2 separate regions of the Sus scrofa genome follow, and region 1 is linked to region 2. A link is a contact called in public HiChIP or PLAC-seq data. All regions are on one chromosome and are shown on one strand. Each heading gives the region's core, a stretch centred on a gene start, on an enhancer-like site or on the middle of the called end of the contact. The rest is flanking DNA. Distances are from core to core; before and after follow the strand shown. Region 1 overlaps SRPK1 (SRSF protein kinase 1). Region 2 overlaps LOC100521322 (a long non-coding RNA gene).

Evidence for each region. HiChIP or PLAC-seq counts read pairs in DNA pulled down with a chosen protein or histone mark.
Region 1: a contact with region 2 is called in an H3K27ac HiChIP or PLAC-seq map of alveolar macrophages. The contact joins two enhancer-like sites. A contact is called at or near these places in 1 of 5 promoter capture datasets (fetal liver) and 1 of 2 datasets of contacts at active chromatin or transcription factors (alveolar macrophages).

Annotation. Positions count from the first base shown.
Region 1 is chr7:31,684,938-31,687,690 of Sscrofa11.1, forward strand. The region is part of intron 2 of SRPK1 (SRSF protein kinase 1); the gene reads right to left. Among named protein-coding and RNA genes, the nearest start is that of SRPK1, 15 kb to the right of the region's middle. Within about 2 kb of position 1,469, at least 3 of the 83 cell types and tissues checked have an H3K27ac peak or open chromatin away from gene starts, as enhancers often do. A contact at or near this core is called in alveolar macrophages, where this site is marked.
Region 2 is chr7:31,573,045-31,576,079 of Sscrofa11.1, forward strand. LOC100521322 (a long non-coding RNA gene) reads right to left here. Exons shown (of 3, transcript XR_001297829.2): 2 at 2,407-2,537; 3 at 707-1,723. Among named protein-coding and RNA genes, the nearest start is that of ARMC12, 9.0 kb to the right of the region's middle. Within about 2 kb of position 1,702, at least 27 of the 83 cell types and tissues checked have an H3K27ac peak or open chromatin away from gene starts, as enhancers often do. A contact at or near this core is called in alveolar macrophages, where this site is marked.

The DNA.
Region 1 (2,753 bases), core at 219-2,718, 110 kb after region 2:
CATGCAAACTAGAGATTTATTCAGTTGAGAAAATTTCCTACACGTCACTGAAAATTCAATCCTCTTCATATTGTCTACTCTAGAACTGGCCCCTCCCCCCATACTAGGTCCACTGGCCTACTCTCTAGATTTATCTTCCTAACTTGCGTTGTCTTTTAAGTTTCTACTGTTATTTCCCATACCTTTTTTTTTTTTTGGCTTTGAACGTTCCTTTCTTAGACCTCTGCATTATTTCGATGATGTACTACCTTCTTTTAAGGACACCATTTATAGTTTTAAGTTTCCTTTTGATTGTTGCATCGTCTTGGCTTTCTCTAACTGCCCATTTTACTAATGCCACGCTTTTACACATTATGTCCATCAATGAACATCAGACAAATGAAAAATGTCTGTCAGAAAAAGACAAAAACCAAAAAAAAAAAAAAAAAAAAAAAAAGGAAGAAATTTTGAGAAAAAAGTCACTATTAGTGAGGGTAAGATGATGACATGCTAGCACAAGGTGACAAAAAATAGCCCTAATTTACCTGAATCTACGTGGTCCTTGAGTTTCTGCTGGTGAATAGCTAAGTTGGGACAGCAAAGTCCCATCAAAGTCCTATCTCAATGTCTCTCAGGGAGCCACATGTTCTGTAACGTCAGGCTATGAGAAAGGCTATAAAGAAAAATTAAGTAGGGTAAGAGGACAGAGTATGTTAACACAATTTTAAACAGGGTTGTGACACATGAGTTAAAGAGGTGAGAGTGCTAGAATTTTATCTGGAATGAATCAAAAATAAAACTGAAAGTCATGAGGAAGAACTTATTTGAAAGTGATATGTTTGGGTCTTAGAAATAAATTTTTAACTCTGGCTTCAAAAGACCAACTAAAATCTGGCTGGAAAAAACATCTTAGAAACTATAGTTTACTTAACATGTAAACTTCAGTCTTCTACTTCTTTCTGCCTTGGGAAATGAAGAACTGTTCTAATCACAGAACTATCTTCTAGAGACTGTGTTACGGGTTGTGTCCCCCACAAAACATACATTGGAGTCCTAACCTCCAGTATTTCAGAATGTGACTATTTGGAGATAGGATCTTCATAGAGGTAATCAAGCTACGATGAGGTCATTAGGATGAGCCCTAACCCAATATGACTAGTGTCTTTTTTTTTTTTTTTTTTTTTGTCTTTTGTCTTTTTGTCTTTTGTTGTTGTTGTTGCTATTTCTTGGGCCGCTCCCGCGGCATATGGAGGTTCCCAGGCTAGGGGTTGAATCGGAGCTGTAGCCACCGGCCTACGCCAGAGCCACAGCAACGCGGGATCCGAGCCGCATCTGCAACCTACACCACAGCCCACGGCAACGCCGGATCGTTAACCCACTGAGCAAGGGCAGGGACCGAACCCGCAACCTCATGGTTCCTAGTTGGATTCGTTAACCACTGCGCCACAACGGGAACTCCCTAGTGTCTTTATAAAAGAGGAAATGTGGACACAGATTGAGAAACACACAGAAGAAAAACGATGCAGAGACACATTAAGACAGCCACCTTCAAGCCAGGGGAGAGGCCTCAAGGAGATCTTTCCCTCAGTCCTCAGAATGAAACCAACGCTGCAGACACTTTCATTTCAGACTTCTAGGTTCCAGAACTGACCGACAATAAATTTCTATTGTTTAAGTCATCCAGACTGTGGTACTTTGTTTGGTAACCCTAGCAAACTAATAGAGACTGGAAGATAATTATATTTGTGTACTTATCTCCCTTAAAAGGTCCTGAGGGGAAGGGCTCACTCTGTTGTTTTGGGGGTTTTTTTTGGCTGCACCCATGGCATGCAGAAGTTCCTGGCCAGGGATCAAACCCACACCACAGCAGCAACTTAAGCCACTGCAGTGACAATGCCTGACCCTTAACCTGCTGCAGCATAAGAAAACTCCGGGCTCACTCTAAGTCATCTTTGTATCCCATCTGGAGTATGTAATATGAATTTAAATTTAATTAGATGCTGTTTTAAGTTATAGCATCTACATGCAGTAAAGCTCAATAAATGCCAAATCTCTCCTATAACCTTTTCCACATGTATTTTTCCTGACAGATAATTTCTTTCTTTTGCAAACTGACAAACTGAATTTAATTTCTAAGACATACTCAAGTACCAATCACAGTTTAGTAATCCTAAAATGGAGCTAGAGTTTGGCAACACTGAAACAAAATTTGAGTGCCTAAATTTATCAGATGATAAATACACATAATTAAATATAAACTATCTCTAATCTTTAGGCAACTCTATTCCAAACTAGACCTGATACATAAACACACATACCCAATAGGTAAATTAGTTCAAAACATAAAAAGACAAGCTTTCTGTAGTATATGAGTACATATCTATATTATCCTTCCACCTGGAACATGAGTGTAAGTTTCCTAATCTATCCCATTATATTATCAATATTAGCAAAGAAATATGCAAAATACAATTCCTGCAAAATCTATTCTCAAAGGCACAGACAGTCATAGAAGAGAAAAAAAAGTCAAGGGAGAATGCCATCAAGCTCATATGTAGACAGAATCTGACATCTTAGATCAAACTGATTGTTTGAAAGGACATTTGAGATTGAAGGGCAGCACCACAATCAAGAGCAAAATCAATGATACAGTTGCTTATAAATTACATTTATAATTATTAGAAAATAAGACTAGCTTAGTATGTCAGGAGACAAAAGGGTTAAGGATCTGGCACTGCTGTGAGCTGTGGTTGCAGAGGCAGCTTGGATCCCGG
Region 2 (3,035 bases), core at 452-2,951:
GAGAAGGATCTCAAGCCCCCTGGTGGTTTTTCAAATTCCAATTATCCTTCTTTTTTTGAGGCTCTGTTTCACGTTAAATTTTTTATTGCCCATTTCCTTCTTCTATGATAGCAGCTGTATTTCTTTTTAACTTTGTAATACACACACACACACACATGTGCATGCATGTGTAAAACTAATCTATGGGTGATAGAAATCAGATTTTGCGGAGTTCCCATTGTGGCTCAGCGGGTTATGAACCCAACTAATATCCATGACGATGTGGATTTGACCCCTGGGCTTGCTCAGCGGATTAAGGGTCGGACCTTGCCACAAGCTGCGACACAGGTTGCAGATGCAGCTTGGATCTGGCATTGCTGTGGCTGTGGTGTAGGCTGGCATCTGCAGCTCTGATTCAACTGCTAGCTTGGGAACTTCTGTATGCCGTGGGCATGGCCCTAAAAAGCAAAAAAAAAAAAAAAAAAAAAAAAAAGACAGGAAAAGAAATCAGATCTTGGTCACTTCTGGAGTGTGGACTGACTGGGAGGGGGCAGGAGGGAATGTAGGGGTGCCAAAAACATTCAAAGCTTTTATCTAGGTGATGGCTACACGGGTATGTGTATTTGTCAAAATCCATCACGTTGTACAGTTAAGATGTATTCATTTTACTGTACGTAGATTATACCTTAATAAAGCACCGCCAGCATAAAAGACACATTCACAGAAGTACACAGAACAGACACGGTCAGTTTAATGAATTATAAAGCAAGTACTGGCATAAATACCACCCAGAATGCCTGGTGCCTGCGTGTGGTCCACAGGGCTGTCAACGATCAGCTCTCCTTGGACCCCAATACCCACGCACTGCGCCTCACGACTCCAGGCACCTCCTGCTCCCCAGATTTACGGGGACACAGAGACCAGGGAAGAGGGTAGCCTGTGAACTTTGGAGCCTAGAACTTCCCATCAGTGTAACCTCAAGCTTGACTCTGCAACTCCTGTTCTGGTGATTTGAAGGAACAGAAAACACACCCGTTTCCCCTTTCTGGGAGGGGGGTTTTCCGCGCCGGCCTCCCCAGGCCGTGTCTAGCCTGGGGTCGAGATGTCCCCAGTGAAAGTCCAGGACCAATGTGCCTTCCCTGCATCCCTGCTAAAAATAACCCCTGTGCACTGTGCCGGCAGAGCAGCAGGAAGAGGACGGGAATCATGGTGTTTTGCTTTAAACCTAGAAGCTGCTCAGCAGCTGGGGGGGAGGCAGCGGTGGGAGAAAGAGGCTGGATCTGAGCACCCTGGCAGCACTCTCCCTACCCCCACCCCCAGCTGCAGCTGGTCCTCTCAGGGGTGCCTAGGAGGGAAGGGTGAGTGTGTGTGTGTGTGTGTGTGTGTGTGTGTGTGTGTGTGTGTGCGCGCGCGCACGTGTGAGCGTGGTGACAGGGCCTCCCGGCAGAGCAGGAAGCCTGTGAAGATTGGGGATGGGTGGGGAGGGGTCCCTGTCCTGCTAACTGGAGCGTGCAGGCTGGAAGGGCAGGAGTCACGTACTCCACGGGTCCCCGCCTCCTCTGAGAAGAGCTCTGTCCCCAGCAAGCCCACACCAGGCTTCCTCTGCAGCCCTCGGGGGGCTCCCGGCACACACAGGGCTGAGGATTGTCACTTCACAGTCCCCAGCTCCGTCTGGCTTCCTCTCTGCCCAAAGACATCGGGGAGGTCCTCAAGGGCGGGTGCGGTCCGGTGGCAAGGAATTTCCCTGGAAACGGGAAGTACAAGACGTGTCAGTGTGGGATCCCAGCACGAGGAGCCAGCGGCTGCGTGAAGGGAAGGGGCCCTCCTGGCCTCACACTCCTGCTCTCTTCTCCCACAGCTCCCCTGCCTGCCTCAAGCCTCAGAGGCCTCACCTGGTGGCAGGACCACTCTGCAGCTGCAGCAGAACCACCATGGGCTGCTGCATGTGTGCCCCGTTCCAGGCACTGTACTGACCCTCCACGGATTACCTCATTGAATACTCTCAGCAAGCCCATGACACTGGAATTATTATTCTCCCTGTTTACAGATGATGAAACTGAGGCTTATGGTGATGAAATACTCATCCTGGGATGCCACTGTGAATACGACAGAGACAGGGCTTGGAGTCATGATCTGGGACACAGAGAACGTCCAGGTCCAGGCTGAATGGCCAGAGAGCAATGATACAATTTTGGAAAAACTGGACCTTCCTAAATAATTTAGGACACAGGCTTGCTGTATAGGATACTTTGGTAGGAAAAAGAGCAGCGGACTTAGGGCCCAAAGTTGTACTACTAGTTATGATACGGGCCAAGGAACTTAACCATTCTGAGCCTCAGTTTCCACCTCTGCAAAATGGGTACAATAATCCTCGCATAGAAGTGCTGGGGAATAATGAATTCGAACCCAGCATTTTGGGGGCCACACCTGTAGCATGCAGAAATTCCAGGGCCAGGGATTGAACCAGCACCATAGCAGCAACCCAAGCCACAGCAGTGACACCACCAGATCCTTAACGTACTAGGCCGCCAGCGACTTCTCCAGCATTTTTTCTAAACCTGAAAAACACCAAGATTTGTCCTGCCTCAGGGCCTTTACACCTGTTTTTCCCTATGCCTAGAAGCCAAGGTCCTCAGATGTTCACACATGGGTTTGTTCTTGTCAACAAGGTCTCAGCTCAAACATAAATGTCCTTAGGGCAGCCTTCACTGACTACTCAGCCCATCCCATCTCTTGCAGTTGCATCACTGTTTTATTTTTCTTTGCACTTAGCACAATCTGAAATTATCTTTTTTATTTGTTTTGTTTGTTTGTTTATGGCCTGGCCCACCCTCTCTCCCCAATGGCCAAGGATGTAGTTTCTTGAGAGCTGGAACCTCTGTGAGGTTCAATGACCCATCCCTGGTGCTCAGAGCAGCACCTGGCGAACATCAGAGCTTGCTAAGCATTTATGAATGAATGAATGCTTATGCTTTGGAAACAGCATTATATTTAAGTGTCTGACTCTCCCTCAGGCCTTGCTGAGCCAAAGGGCAATAAATGTGGGTTAATGGGGA